3 separate regions of the Mus musculus genome follow, and regions 2 and 3 are each linked to region 1. Evidence: chromatin contacts called from public HiChIP or PLAC-seq and promoter capture Hi-C data. All regions are on one chromosome and are shown on one strand. The core of a region is the stretch at or near the end of the contact, and the rest is flanking DNA. Distances in the headings are between cores, read along the strand shown.

What was found. Promoter capture Hi-C pulls out the DNA fragments that hold promoters and counts their contacts. HiChIP or PLAC-seq counts read pairs in DNA pulled down with a chosen protein or histone mark.
Region 2: a contact with region 1 is called in a promoter capture Hi-C map of pre-B cells, with 4 times the contacts expected there. The contact joins the promoter of Tsg101 here to the promoter of E2f8 in region 1. A contact is called at or near these places in 4 of 39 promoter capture datasets (the C10 cell line, cranial neural crest, pre-B cells and 1 more) and 1 of 115 datasets of contacts at active chromatin or transcription factors (large pre-B cells).
Region 3: a contact with region 1 is called in an H3K27ac HiChIP or PLAC-seq map of embryonic stem cells, with 12 times the contacts expected there. The contact joins the promoter of Uevld here to the promoter of E2f8 in region 1. A contact is called at or near these places in 3 of 39 promoter capture datasets (cranial neural crest, neutrophils and pre-B cells) and 2 of 115 datasets of contacts at active chromatin or transcription factors (embryonic stem cells and pancreatic cancer cells).

Annotation. Positions count from the first base shown.
Region 1 is chr7:48,878,967-48,884,023 of GRCm38.p6, forward strand. It overlaps E2f8 (E2F transcription factor 8), which reads right to left and starts at 2,075. Exons shown (of 13, transcript NM_001013368.5): 1 at 1,695-2,075; 2 at 1,312-1,435. The coding sequence starts at 1,326. Gm2788 (predicted gene 2788) reads left to right here and starts at 2,334. Exons shown (of 2, transcript NR_155436.1): 1 at 2,334-2,551. It overlaps LOC115486422 (a long non-coding RNA gene), which reads left to right. Exons shown (of 3, transcript XR_882082.2): 3 at 1,555-1,658.
Region 2 is chr7:46,917,941-46,922,997 of GRCm38.p6, forward strand. Tsg101 (tumor susceptibility gene 101) reads right to left here and starts at 2,029. Exons shown (of 10, transcript NM_021884.4): 1 at 1,881-2,029. The coding sequence starts at 1,922.
Region 3 is chr7:46,955,405-46,960,461 of GRCm38.p6, forward strand. Uevld (UEV and lactate/malate dehyrogenase domains) reads right to left here and starts at 3,114. Exons shown (of 12, transcript NM_001040695.1): 1 at 2,987-3,114; 2 at 214-298. The coding sequence starts at 3,028. Gm39012 (a long non-coding RNA gene) reads left to right here and starts at 2,479. Exons shown (of 2, transcript XR_882075.3): 1 at 2,479-2,859.

The DNA.
Region 1 (5,057 bases), core at 825-3,324:
AATTTAATAGTTAAACTTCCCACTTTTAACTTGGTAGATACTATGGATCTAAATGTCTTCACCATGTGATCTAAGAATTTACATTAATAAATAAATAACATTAACTACAGGTTTTATTTTTAAATTCTATTTTGAGAAAGGAGGGCTGTAAAGATAGCTTAGAGCTCAGTCCCTTCCCTTTCCTTACTAGAACCAATCACTCTAAGTAACTGATCACTTCTAAATTCCTAAATTCCTACTAATGAGACATCAGGTAAAGGCTTTCAGGACCCACACCAGGCCCCACCCAGTGGAGTGGCTGTGAGCAGTGGTTGCTCATTGATATACCAGGAACAGGCTCAAGCAGCCAAGGTGAGGGTGCCCTTACGGTTAGGGCCTCCCGCCTACCAGCAGGACTTCTGACCAGAAAAATTTGCTTTCAACATCAACGCTTGAGGCACAGATGCAGAAAATGGGACCAAGGGAAGTAAGGTTAGCCATTTAAGGCCTCAGAGCTAGTTTCTGCTATGGTAAGTTAGCACTTACCTACACTGGTAAGTTAAGAGCAATTCATATAGATAGTAGAGACTGGGCCCCCTTCACTTTTAGACACCAGGCAGTACACCATTCTTAAAGAAAGGGATTTGGAAGGCAACAACTCAGAGAACAGAGATACACTGTTTCCTCAGTAACTTTGGGAGCCCGGGTTAACAATCCTCTATTACAACCATGAAACTAAGGGCTCAGTGTGTATTTCTGCTGAATCTGCTACTTAGCAGACGATGATGCGAGGCAGAGGGAGGTCACATGGGGCTGGCACCTGAATTTTCAGTTCAGTATGGTGCCCTCAGGAGGTGCTGATCCAAGGGTGGGGTTTCAGTGAACACTGCCAAGGACAGCATTGAGCTAACATCTAAATGCTTCCAGGAGATCTGTCAGGAACAGCATTTGGAGGCCCAGTAGGTTAAAGGGCTGACATTTTAAAATGTTATCTTACAAAGAAATCCAGTATCAAATTATGACCTTTGTGAATTCCAATGGTTCATGTAAATAACATATACATAATTTTTTAAGCACAGAAAAAACCCCAAAGCTTTTTCCATATATATTAAATTTATATTAAACTTTTGAAACAAAAAGGTTACTTTAACCCTGGACAACCCTATTCCTCTTCAAAAATTAAAATTTCCTTCTGGATTTCTGTAAAAGTTAACCAAAAGGATACAGCATTCGTGACTATCAAACGAAAAATTTAAGAAAACTTATTAACGAAAAACTCAGGATGATACTTCATTTGACATTGCAACAGTATAGACTGGACTTTAAAAATACCTTTTGGTTCTCCATTTTGTCAATTCCTCATACATTTAGTGTGTCTTTAAAAACGAAAAATCTGAAGTTCCTCCCCAAGTTCCAGTGGTTTAAGTAGTCCAATCGATTAAAGTTTTTTACTATCCTTAAAAGGAAAAAAAGTAAAGCAAGAATTAAGAGCTGATGAAAATGATTCACGTACACAAGAGCCCCCGGAAACAAACAAAAAATGACAAACCAGGTTTATTTTTGCCTTGAGGACAGACATTGCCTCTAGGCAGACCGCGCCAACAGACAGCAGTAAATTCCTCCATCAAACCCTTCTGTCACGAGACTTCAAGCAAACACAGAATCTACAGTGACAGTCCTCTCTCAGGTTCGAGATGGCTGTAGCAAGCACCCACCTGTGCACTGATCCGGGCTGCGGACGGAGCGCACGAGCCCGGGTTCCGATGGAGCACGCACCGAGCCTGCATCGGGGGAGATGCTGAAGTTTCTCGCCTGACACACACGTGCACAGGCTCAGAAGGAAGGACTTGTGAAGTGGCCTGAGAACAACCCTCCAATTCAGCCTCTGCGCTCTAAGCGCACGACCGGGCATTTACAAAGGGCTTTGGGATCTTGACCCCCTTTTTCAGGCTTCTTTCAATACACGAAGTACTGGGGCGAGGGAAGGATTCCCTAGGTGCCGAAATCACCGCGATGCCAAAGCGCACCGTACGCTGCGCTCCCGGTCCCAGGTACAGTCCCCAGCAGTAGCCCGCGTCCCGCCCGGCGCAAGCACTGGCTCCTCCTCCCCGCCAACTGCACCGCCCCCGGGGGCAGCCAGACAGCATCTCACGGTTTCCAGGGCGACGGCTCCGAGCCAATCAGTAAGCCCGGTGAAGGCCTGCGATTGGCTAGAGGTCCCCAAGGCGGGGCCGGACCTTCCGCCTTCGATTTAAAAATTTGGCGCGGAAAGCGGGACCGTAGCTGGCACCGCCCCCGAGTGCGCGGGGCTGGAGCGCGGGCGAGCCCCTCCCCCGCCCTCTGCGCGGGAGCTCGGCTCCTCCCCACGGGCCCCGGCGGGGCGGGAGGCGGGAAACGGCCGCCTTCACCCTGGCCTTCCCGGGATCCCACAACCCCGCCGCAGCAGTCTGCTCCCCGCTCACCTGTCAATCCTCCTTCAGAGCTGACGGTCCGGGGTGGCCCCGAATCCTGGCTGCGCGTCTCAGGGAGCCAGCGCGTCTCAGGGAGACTCGCTTAGCCCCGCCGCGCAGAGGTGGGTGCCGGGGGCGCCACCGGGGCCGGGGCTGGGGGGGGCCGGCGGGCGGGCCGCGGGAGCGTGGCCGTCCAGGAGCAGTCCAGCCCCCGATTTGAAATTAACCCGCTCCCGGCGCGAGCCGCTCCCGCGGGCGCGGAGCCTCCCCTCCCCCACGCCCGCTCTCCCGGCCCGGGGCCCCGCGCGCCAATCCGCGCCTCTGCACTGCCGCCGCGGCGAATCAGACTGTAGGCACCACCCTCCGACCCCGCCTACAGCCAGACTTGGGGAAAAGTCCTCAAAAACTTTTCCTTTTTCTTTTTTCCTTTTCTTTCTTTCTTTCTTTCTTTTTTTTTTTTTTTCTTTTTGCAAACACCATTTATCCGAGATCGAAGTTGGGGGATGAAATTTGGCTGGTCCAGAGCTGGCTGGCTAGGACTCGAGGGCTCCCCGCCATCCCCAGCTTGGTGCCACGTCAACCGGGTCTGCTCACCTGCCCTCTGGACCCTAGCGACACCGTTCCCTCTGCGACCCTTTGCATGACTGCTTAGCAGCTTCTGCTCCACGGTTTCCAGAAAGAAACGTGTGAGGAGGAAAGAGCTTCGTTGTCTGAAGCCCAAGGATGCGGGGCGTTGGCCGATCTCTGAACACGCAGGTGTGGGAGGAGGGAGAGAAACTCAGAAAACCCGCCAAGCCTGTCCCCAGTGTCCTGCGTCTGCCGATCCCCTCTTTGCTCTTTCCCGCTTTTCTTCCTTTTCCTTTTATGAGCTTCTGACATCGGCCTGGTATATCGAACAGGTCAAGGGAATTTTAGAGTTAGGAGACCATCTCGTCCAAAACCCTCATTTTGCAGAAGTGGAAAAAGAAGCTCGGCACCCCAACTATGCCTTTCCGTGCTCGAGTTCTTTTGCACCCGCCTTTGCCTTGTAACATTTCCCCTTTTCTGATCACTCTGGGATCGCCCGGACCGCATGTTGCCCAACCCGCTTACATCTAAGATTGTGGTTTGGGCTCTTCCTGCTTTTAACTTTGTATCTTCAGCCTCCAGAAGGACTCGGGGCCACGCAGTCCAAGTCCCATCACTGAGCTTGGCCATCAGTAAGCTAACCATCACTGACTTCAAGGGAGATACTGTGTTTTCCTGGCGGTGGTTAGGGCGTGGATGCCATAACACCGCCCCGGGATCCAGGTGCAAAGGGAATGCACACTGGGCAGAGGTCTAGGTGATGAGCCAGGGTCTTCTTCCTGAGGGTGGCTTCCAAGATGCTGCCACATCTTTGTGTCTCTCTGTTCAGTTCTAGTAGCTATCAGAAGCTCCGGTGCTCAGGGTCACCCAAGTGTTCCTCAAGACCAGGACTGGACCTGAATATTCACGTGCTATACATAGGGGCTGGCTGGCTGTAGCATCGGATGTAAAATAAAAATCCGTCATGAGGCAGGACAGGATGCTTACAGAACAGATACATCTTTACTGAGCAGGGACTAAGTTTAAATATATCACCAAGAAGTAGTGTGTGGGCTTCTGTCTAAGCCACTGTCTGTCAGGCTACTTGTCAAATCTTTCACCTGTCAGTGCTTAGCGCTCCGAAGGATTGAATGATGCCCAGCTTATATCCAGAGCCAGAATTCAGGACCTCTACCCTACCCCCAAGCCCCCACCCCTTACCACTTCTTATATCCTAGTGCCTTGCCTCAGAAAATTCTCAGGACAGCAAAGTCGGTGACTTGTAGTCCAGGTCACAGTCATTTCCAGCCCTCCCTCAACATGGGAGAAAGGGTGAGATACATCATTTTTGTTTAGTGGTGGCTTCCCTGTCAGTTGTCATCAAAGTCGTGGAGCAGAATGAAAAAATGGTGCTTCGAAGAGAGGTTTAAAGTCTTGACGCTGTCAGTCATGAGACCTTGAAAAGGAAGCAAGGATCTTGGGATTTAGCTCAGGGCAGAGGGATTACTTAACAGGCTCAAGGCCCCAGGGGTCATCTCCAGCATCATACGCAAGTATAGTGCGTCAATTTGAAGTTTGGTGTGATTTTAAAGGAAAGATGACCGCAGAATACCTTCCAGCTTACTGTGCAAACGAGGGGTTGGAGGACAAGCTTGAAGTCACTTTTCTTACTTTCCCTTCAAATCTTATTTTTTTGTTATTGATTATATAACCCAAGAAGATTTCCATGCCTTTGTGTCTGGTCATATGAGTTGCACAATAGCTCATATCTCACTGAGCTGGGCCAGTTTTTCCACCCCACTGTCACTCTTCTGTGTTGTACAACTCAGAAGATTGTGTAACATATTCAACAATAAATAAGTATTATGAAAAAAAGATATCAAAGGTAGGGGGATGACGGATGTCATCTCAGGTACTTAGATTCAAAGGTAACCTTAGGGGTTTCTGAATCGTGTCCCTTCCCATAATCATGGGCAAGTCCTCCCCCATGGCCAGGATAGGATGAGAGGCTAAGGAAATGTTTTTCTATTGGTGGGTTCTGAGACCTCTCTTTTTCACAGTCCCTTCCTCCCAGGTCCTTCA
Region 2 (5,057 bases), core at 779-3,278, 2.0 Mb before region 1:
TGGTGAACTTCTGCTTCAAGCCTCTGCGCTTGTTTTTCCTTCTTCCTAGAACTGTCCTTACCCCAGACTGTTCCAGAGCTCATTTCCTTCTATGCTCAGGTTTCTGGTCAAATAGACTTCTCACAAAGCCCTCCCCTTACCATGCAAAAGAAAGCCACAGCCTCAGCACTGTCACTGCCACCACCATCTCTTCTCGCTTTACTTTCCAAAGCTGTTGTCAACTTCCCAATGCTATTGCCATGACTTTGATAGTGGCTTCCACGTAATCAAGCTCAGAAGTACAGGTTTTAGTCTGGTTGATCCCACTGTCAGATCCCTACAATTTATGGAACAATAGCAGCTTGTGTTTTGGAGACAGGGTCTCACTATGAAGACCAAGCTGGCCTCAAACTCAAGAGATATACCTCCCTTTGCCTCCCAACCCATAAACATGTATGGCACCAGTTCAAACTCAATAACAACTTTTATTATGACCACTTTCTCCTCCCCAGTTAGTAGTGACTCATCTTCTATTGTAAAACATTGTATGTAAAAAACAGGTTACTGGTATGAACAAAGTAGAGAGTTATTTGCATAAAGAACGATAGACTAACTGTAGAAATATACTTAATTGGTAAAAATCACAACCAAAAATGGTGCTAAAAAAGTCTGCTTAGGATGGGAGATAAGATGATGTTCAAAGGAGAAAAATGATCTGAAGCGAGGTTAAAACACCAAAACTGTCTGTCTCTCTCTCTGGGTGAGCCAGAATGTCTTGATAAGGACAGAGATCCCCAATCAGATGAAGTTAATGGGCTACATCTTCTAAAAGCTTAATTGAGGCTTTGAAAAACAAATGATTTGAAGGTAAAACAGTACTATATCGACCTTTACCGGGACCTCGTACATTCCCCCAGACCCCTGTGTCATTACAGATAACTACAGGGAAAAAAAAAAAAAAAAAAAGGAAGCCTAAAAGATTAAATGGTTAGACAACCAAGAGACAAGAGGTTTGGTCTTCAAGGACTCAGGGAAATGACTTTACTAAAAAAGATCTAGTTTTACAAAGAATAAAAAAAGAAGAAAAAAAGAAAAGAAAAATTTTATGTTTTGAAATGCGGTCTCACTGTGTATCCCTGGCTGGTCTGGAACTCACAATCTGTCCTGATCTGTCGTCAACTGCCTACAGAGCGCTGGAATTAAAGGCCTGTGCCACCACGCCCAGCGTATTCGTGTTTCCTTGTAAACTAGAAACTTCTTAACCCCACGATCTCTATTATTGCTCTGATAAGAGCATCAAAGTCAACTTCAATGACTAAAGGAGTTAGGGCTCAACTACGTTACATAAATTTCATTCCAATTAAATTTGGTAAATTACAAAAAGCAAGGCATTCTGGAGTCCGATGCGCAGTATTAAGTACTAAGTAGCTAATGTGCAAAATATCCAAAAGGCCTTTTAAAAAGTGAGAGGAAAAAAAAAAAACCCACAACCAGTCAAGCAGTAAGAATTTTTAAGTTCAACTCAAAGTAAACAAGCAAACAACTGCGTTAATCACAGTTAATGCAAACAATGGAATGCAACTGCAGAGTTCTCTGGAGCGGGGAAGGGCTGCCAAGCTCGATTTTCTGGCTGCTCTACTTCAGCGAACCAATTGCACCAAGAGTTCCCGAGCTCCGGTGGGATGTGCCGGGTTGGGCCGGGGAGAGGCGCGCGGGGACTGGTTCTGAGCAGGGCCGGGCTCCGGCCGGCGGGGACCGTCAGCAGCGCCGGGCAGACAGCAGCGGCCGCGCCAGGCACGACCCCGCTTTTGTTTATGGAGGCGAAGGCGGGAAGGGCCGCTCCGCAGAGGGAAGGCGGCCTAGCCCAGCCCGCGGGGCCGCCCCGTAGGGCGCGGGCTCACCTTGGACATCATCTTCTTCAGCTGACTCTCGGACACCGCCATGGCGCGCTCCTCCGTCCCCACAGGCAGAGGGTAGGCGCCACGGGGCCGCCCCAGGCCGCCAGACAATCGCCGCCGCCGCCGCCCCGCCCCTGCGAAGCAGGAAGCCGGCACGTTGTGCTTCCGCTTCCCGCGCGTCACTTCCGGGGCCGCTGGTCTGCGGTGCGAAGTCGGGCGAGAGATCAGGTCCGGTCCACGGGTGCCCGTGGTGCGGTTGTTTGCAAGCCTTTCGCGGTCCCGAAGTCCCGGCCCTCTCGCGAGCCTTGCCACCCGCTGCGGCTCGGAAGGTCCTGGGCTCGCGTCGCTCACAGAACTAGCTCGTGGACACTCTAGACACTTTTAGGTGACTGCGCCCGAGGCACCTCTGATTATCACATCCGTTTTTGTTACTGCAGTTTAAACGCTCGAAAGCCCTTCATGTCAAGTTCGCAAGGGCAAAGGAGATTTTTTTTCCCCCGTTAGGAAGCTATGCGGTAATTTTCTCCTCTGGATACTTTCCCCTAACAATTCCAGTGTGCCCACATAAAGATTAGACAGGCCGCAGTCTGCCTTGCTTGAGGGCAGGCTTCTTTTCAGATTATAAAGAATTTACCCCTTCAAACTTCTGAGTTTGAAGCCTCTCCAGTGTTAATCCCAAAAAGGCAAGGAGCAAGATCATGGACCCAAATCATCATAGCCAAATTAATTAAAGCAAGCAATTAATTAAAACCTTTTAATTTGTGTACAGGAAGTCAGCTTTGGACATAGGCTAGAAAATTGGTCTTATAGCTCAGGGGTAGGGAGTTTCCAAATGGGTGATTTGGCAGGTACATAGGCGGGTTACAGGAACAGAACAAAATGGCCATAACACATCTTGTGAAACAAAGACGTGGTTGCAAGGGGGTCTTAACAAGGTACTCATGACAAAGTGACCATGACAGGTGGTTATAAGGACAGGTGGTCATAATAACCTTTTGAAACAAAGGCATTGGGTGCCGTATAGAAACATTTGAAGATAAGGTTACAGGTGGGGCATAGCCCAAACCCTTGAGAAACAGATTTAATCATAAACAGGAACGATGCTGATGGCTTTCAAGCCTAAAAATGGAGACAGGCTGGCCTCATCACCAGCCCAATTTTCAGATCTTAATTGCCTTGTAGAATACAAGAGGTGATACTCAATCTCAATTGAGTTTCTATTTCCAATAAATGCTTGTTAGAGGGGCTGAAGGGATAGCTCAGCAGTAAAGAGTACTTGTTGCCCTTGCAGAGGGTTAGGGTTAGGTTCTCAGTTACAGGGACTCCTGATAGCCTCCATGGGCACCAGGAATGCAGATGGTACACACACATCCAGTGCAGGCAAAACACTCATGCTGGTAAAATAATCTTTAAAATAAAAAGCGACATATTAACCATCAATTCTTATTACTTTTTATTTTTTAAAAAAGATTTATTTATTATTATGTCTAAGTACACTGTAGCTGTCTTCAGACACTCCAGAAGAGGGCGTCAGATCTCATTACAGATGGTTGTGAGCCACCATGTGGTTGCTGGGATTTGAACTCAGGACCTTCGGAAGAGCAGTCGGAGCTTTTCCCCGCTGAGCCATCTCACCAGCCCTCTTAATACATTTTATAAATACAATCATCTAAAGTATAAAGCCTAGTATAGACAGCAGTGAAAGAGAATACATCTGGGTGATCTTAGTATATAATCAATTCCTTTCTAAATCCAAGGTCACGGACGGCCTAAGGGAAAGTGCGTGGCAGGTGTCAGCATACTCTATCTTAAAAGGGAACATCAGCCTTGAGTAACTTTAGCTCCAGTCAAACTCCAGTCTAGCCTACTACCCACTGTTTCAGTTTAAAATCACGTCTTGGCCCTGGGGAGAGGGCTTAAGGGGTTAAAAGCACTTGTTCTACAAGTCTGAAGGCCAGACTTCAGGTTTCACAGGGTATTCCCACCCATGACTGTAGCAACATCTATACTACCAGCTTCAAGAGGGGTGAAGAAGGATGGCTGGGGCTTGCTGACTTCCGGCCTCACAAAGAGGTAAGCCCCAGGCTCAGGAGGAGACTGTTGTGGGGTCCTCTTAAATTCAACTTAACTCAAATGCTAGGTCAGTGCAGATGACAAAAATTTACTTTTTTGTCAGGGCAGCAGAGCATACTTGGGAGTGGACACTGAAGAGATGTTGAACAGCTTATTTAAAGGATGAAACCATAAAGCAAGGGGGAGTGGGGTGGGCTATAGCATTGTCCAATCATATTTTGACACAATGGGTTGAGCAAGGGAGTTTCCGTCAATTAGGATCAAAGTTGGTCCCTGGGCCTGGGAACATGAACTTAGTTTGACCCTGTCCGAAAGATGGAGAAGTTGTCCTTGAGATGTCTGGACTTAGACAACTGTTTCCTTACAACAAAAGCTGTTCAGCTGTTGAGAAATCTTTAGCTTCCCTGGGGCCTGGGACCTGGAATTTAGTTTCTATGGTTAAATGGAGTGTGAAAATGCGATGGTAGTCCGTACAGTAAATTTCTCTGGCTTGTTGCCAACAGGATGAGTGATGGAGGGCACTGAATGCCTTATGTCTCCCTCTTTTTTTTTCTGGTTTTTTGAGACAGGGTTTCTCTGTATAGTCTTGGCTGTCCTGGAACTCATTTTGTAGACCAGGCTGGCCTCGAACTCAGAAATCCACCTGCCTCTGCCTCCCAAGTGCTGGGATTAAAGGCGTGCACCACCACTGCCCGGCTCCCACGATGTCTTTAAACATAACTGAGAAGCACTCATTTTAAACTTTTCTTAAAGCTACAGCTTACTGAGAAGTCCCTTTAACTAGAGCATCTCTACACATGTAGTTAAAGTTCCTTTAACCAGCGTTTCTATGAATTGGAGGACTACTATGGAATATACTGCTTTAGAAGCTTTCTAACCAGGTATGACCATCTTAATTTAGAAATCAAGTCCTTGGAAGGCCAAAGGAGAAGAATCAAGAGATCACGGCCTGCAATGGCTATATAGCATTATCTTGTTTGAAAAGTCACATTTAAAATTAAAAACAACTAAACCGGTTGGTGACAGCACACACCTTTAATCCCAGCGCTCAGGAGGCAGAGGCAGGCAGATCAGGCAGAGCTTTTGAGTTTGAGGCCAGCCTGGTCT
Region 3 (5,057 bases), core at 1,864-4,363, 1.9 Mb before region 1:
AACGTCTATCACCAAAGAAAGCAGGGAGTGGCAGTGCCTGCCTGCAATCCCAGCACTCAGGAGCTGCAGGATGAGGATCGGAAGTTCAAGGCCATCCCTTAGCTACATCGCAAGTTCTGAGATTAAAAGAAGAGAAATAAAAACGGAAGCTCTTTAGGCCAAATAATTAATAACCCAAATAATGCAGCGAGGACTAGAAGACACTATTCATACCATAGGTGTCCACGGAGTATCTGAAGTGCGGGAAAGACACGCTCACATTCTTCAGCTCTTCCACAGTCAGATCCCTGAACTTGTACTGAAATGAGAGCAATGAGCAGCACGGAATGAAGACAGAGCTACGGACGGACAAGACTAAATACCTGCTGTGGGACAAGGACCAAGCGCTTTACCACCACAGGTGTCACCAGAGTTTGACTCATTATGAATGCGAGGCAGGGTCTCACTTTACAGTTCAGGCGGACCTCAAGCTGGCCATCCATCTTCCCTTCCCGTCTCCGCCCCCTAGATGCCAGGAACACAGGCATCCATCATCAAGGATTTCTGGTTTCATCATTGAAACCATAGTTCTGAGGAGCACGGAGAGTTTACAGGTGCTCCACTTGATAGAAAAAGAAAAAAAAAAAAAAAAAAAAGAAATCTAGAGAATCCATGCAATTTGCTAAGTTGGATACCAAAGCAAGGTATTAAACACCAAGCTTAACCCCAAGCTCTGGGCCTTGATCAGTTAAGTCTAAATGCCTCCAAACACCCCGAGAGCCTGTGGGACAGTACATGATGAACCACTCATGAGCATTCAAGATCCACCTGTCTTTAACTACATTTTAATTTACTAATTTAATGCAGGTATGTAAGTGTGGGTGCTGATGTGGAGGGCAGAGGACACTCGCAGGAATCAGCTCTTCCTTCCAACCCCAGGCTTCCAGGGACCAAGCTCAAGGGTGTCCTGCTTGATGGCAGCTGTCTCACCAACCTGTCAGCCCTTTTGTCTGAATGCCTCCTTCACTAGAGACAACTTGACTTTCCCTTGTCCGCCTCCAGCTGGTATCTTAGATTTTACAGGGGAAAGAAATACAAGCAAGAGTTTGCTACAAGCTGGTGAACTGCCTCTCCCTGTCTTTCTTTGTGGCCTTGTGGGCGCCATCATGTAACTTCTCTCAACTTATTTTCTTACCTACAAAGAAAAATCCTACCCACTCCCGAGGCTCACCATGAGGATTAATTGAGAGGAGGCAGTTTATCAACATCATGGAAATCGAATAAAACTACTTGGAAATCAGTTCAGAAAGGTACAGAAGGGATATTGAAAACCTACCACTGTTGGAAGAAATAAAATGGAAAGGTTTTTTTTTTGTTGTTGTTGTTTGTTTTGTTTTTTCGGTTTTTCAAGACAGGTTCCTCTGTGTAGCCCTGGCTGTCCTAGAATTCACTTCGTAGACCAGACTGGCCTCGAACTCACAGAGATTTGCCTGCCTCCGCCTCCCAAGTGCTGGGATTGAAGACCTGGCTTGGAAAACTGTTTTAAGTGGGAAAGTATCCTGTGTTTGTGGATCTAAGATCGTCATGATCATCACATTTCCCGAAAGGTTTGGCGTAATCCCTTAGTGAAACTTCAGCTGTTACAAAAGTCTGAAAACTGGGCTGGAGATGTATCTAAACGATAAAGCAGTTGCTTAGGATATCCAGAAGGCCTGGTTTTGGTCTGCAGCACACACATACCTCACCATTAAACACCAATTGATATGGACACTCGTGAGACTTAGAACAGCCACAATAACCTTGGAAATGAACAAAAAAGTTTGGCGAAATCGCAGCATAATCAAGATACAAACCATAATCAAAATGAGACAACAGTAAGTGCTGGCGAGGACGTGGGGAACTCAGAACTCCCCCGTACCTATCTGCACTGCTGTGGACTGGAACACAGTCTCAGCTTCACAGGGCAGCTGTACTGATGAATGCCTTTGATCCCAAGCCCTTGCTAGGCAGAGGCAGGAGAATCTTGGTGAGTTTGAGGCCAGCCTGGTCTAGATTTTTTTTTTGTATTTTGTCTCATTATGTAGCCCTGGCTGTCCAGAACTTTACTATGTAGAGCAGGCTGGCCTCAACTCACAGAGAGCTACCTGTTTCTGCCTCCTGAGTGCCTGGATTAAAGCCGTGTGCCACCACACCAGGCTTCTTTTTCTCTTTTTTCTTTTTGCAAATGAGAAGTCTTACAACCAACTCAATCAACCTACACCTGTAACTGTAAGCTAAACCATCAGAATCAACTACATACACGATTTCAACTTTAGGAGCTCTTAAAACTCTTACAAGTGTAAAAACTGTCCCGACAAAGAGACACCCCCTACGTCCAAGAATATCAGCACAGAATCATGTTTCAGGGCTCTTCCAGGGCAATCTGAACGGCCAGGATCACTAAACAAGGTAACCTCTGAACTAGACAGCCCTAGTATGCTCGAGGGCGGGAGTCAGGAATGCTGAGCATACAGCCTGGGGGTGGGGTGGGTAGAGACTTGAGGGTGGAAGAAACCTCCATCCACCTTTCCACAGTAAAGCCCTGTCCAGGCCTGCACTCGCGTCTGCGGGGTTCTCGTTGTGAGTACCTACAATGTGACCACAGTGCTAGATGAGAGGACTACAGAGACAAGAGTACAGTGTACAGTCACAAACGCTCCAGGAGGAAGCACGGCGGAGAATGGCTTCCACAAGGTGATAACCCGGATTTCTCAAAGCAGGTAGAGACACTAGCAGGGAGTGACTCATTCAAGGGGGGCGAGGCACCGCCTGCCTGTGACCCCAGCACCGGGAGGCTGAAGCAGGAGGATTGCCGCGACTTCCAGGCCAGCCTGGGAAAGAGTATGTATGGGTGTGTCAAAACGACAAAACAATCTTGGAAAAAAGGACATGGGGTGGGGGGAATGGGCTGGGGCGACGCGCAGTGACGAGAATGCTAGGTCCCGTCCGCCCCCCGACCTGCCTGCACCTTGCCTAGCAGCCGTCTCACGCCCTCACAGTCGAACTCCATGGTCAGCAGGGGCGCGTTCTTCGGCCGCAGTCACTGGGCTTGTTTCAAAACACGCTGGGAACGGAGGCCGCACGGGCCCAAACTTCCGCAGAGGACGGTCCCCGCCTTCTGCAGTAGGCGGAGCTCGGGTAGGATGCATCCAGACGCCGCGCCCCGTCAGTCAGGTATCGACTAGACCCGGAGACCAGATCTCAGAGCCCCGCCCCGTCCCACCCCGCCCTTTCCAGTCCGAGGACTCCCGCGGGTTCTGCATCTACCTTTACCCTAAACTAGAGACTGACAGCCGCCCAGGGCTCCGGGGACTGGAGCGCCCTGCGAGGTGGAAAAATACCGCCCGCTTGCTGGGGGTGGGTGGGGTGGGGGTGGGAATTTAGCTAGGAAGAACCAAAGAACGAACAGATGCAAGCGACATGCGAGTTTCCTGGGAGACTAGAATTCAGCACAAAATTGGGGGGTGGGGGAGAATTATCAAAGTCAAAAAGTGTAGCCGAATTTTAATGTTCAAAATCAAGGTTTTGCCGGGTGATGGTGACGCACGATTTTAAATCCCAGCATTCAGGAGACAGGGTCAGGCTGGTCTCTGCCAACCTGGTCTACAAAGTGAGTTCCAGGACAGCCAGGGCTACACAGAGTGAGAACCACCTATAACTCCAGTTGAATAGCTTCTCACACCCTCTTCTGGGCGCTGCGTGTTCGTGGTGAGCTACTTCTGCACTGTACTTGCAGGCAAAACACCCGTACACATAAAGTAAAAACAAATTTCAAAAATAATATTGTCACGACTAACCAAAAACCAACTGCACAGAAATAAGACTCTTTTTCCTGACAAGTGTCACTAACAAGATTATTAAAATGGCTAGTAAGCTATGCTTAGAATCAAAACACATCAGTCTTGACCTACACATAGCAAAATGGCTTTTATTCTTTTGATCCATGTCTATATGGTCTTCATAAATCACCTTATAATATTACTTACCTTAGAAGAATTCTATGAAGAAATAAGTATACCACCACATTGAAAAAGCAATCTTATAGCTCATTCTCCTTAAGCCACATAATATTTTAAGTGTGCCTTGTATTTCTGCTTAATGAACTATCTTTTTCATTCTAATATCTCCTCAAAGTCTTTGTGCAGTAGCAGTCAAGATCCCTGCTGCAGCTGAGGTGAGACCCCCTGAGTTGAGGTTCCTCCAGCTTTATAGCTAGCAAAATCCATCTTTGTCTCTGGCATAGAACACTCACAATAACTTGTTAGAAGTGCAGACTCCTGGGGCTAGAGAGATGGCTCAGTAGTTATGCCAACTGTAACCCTGGCTCCAGGGGTATAGGGCATCTCTGGGCTTCCAGGGCACCTGCACTCATGTGCACGCGCGCGCGCGCGCACACACACACACACACACACATACACACACACACACATACACATGCATGTGCACACACATGAACACACATAGACACACATTTAATTGCAAAATGTTAAATGCAGGCAGGTAGACAGATGGTTTAGCTGTTAAGGGCAGTTGCTGTTCTTGAACAGGAACAAGGTTCAATTCCCACATAGCAGCTCAAGGCTATGTATAACTCTAATTTTAGGGGATCTGATGCCCTTGTGCCCTCCCTCTCCTACCCTTTTCTGACACCAGGCACTCTTTTTTTTTTTTTTAAAGATTTATTTATTTATTGTATGTGAGTACACTGTTGCTATCTTCAGACACACCAGAAGAAGGCATCAGATCCCATTACTGATGGTTGTGAGCCACCATGTAGTTGCTGGGAATTGAACTCAGGACCTCTGGAAGAGCAGTCAGTGCTCTTAACGGCTGAGCCATCTCTCCAGTCCCCAACACTAGGCACTCTTATGGTGCACATACAGGCAGCTCACACACATAAAATAAAGATGAGTAAATAAACAAGAGAATTTTGAAGAACTTATTTGTTGATATGAAATTGTATCTATTTGTTGGTATAGTTGATATTTTGAAATATTTATACGTTGTGGAGTGGCTAAATTGAAACAATTAGTATGAAA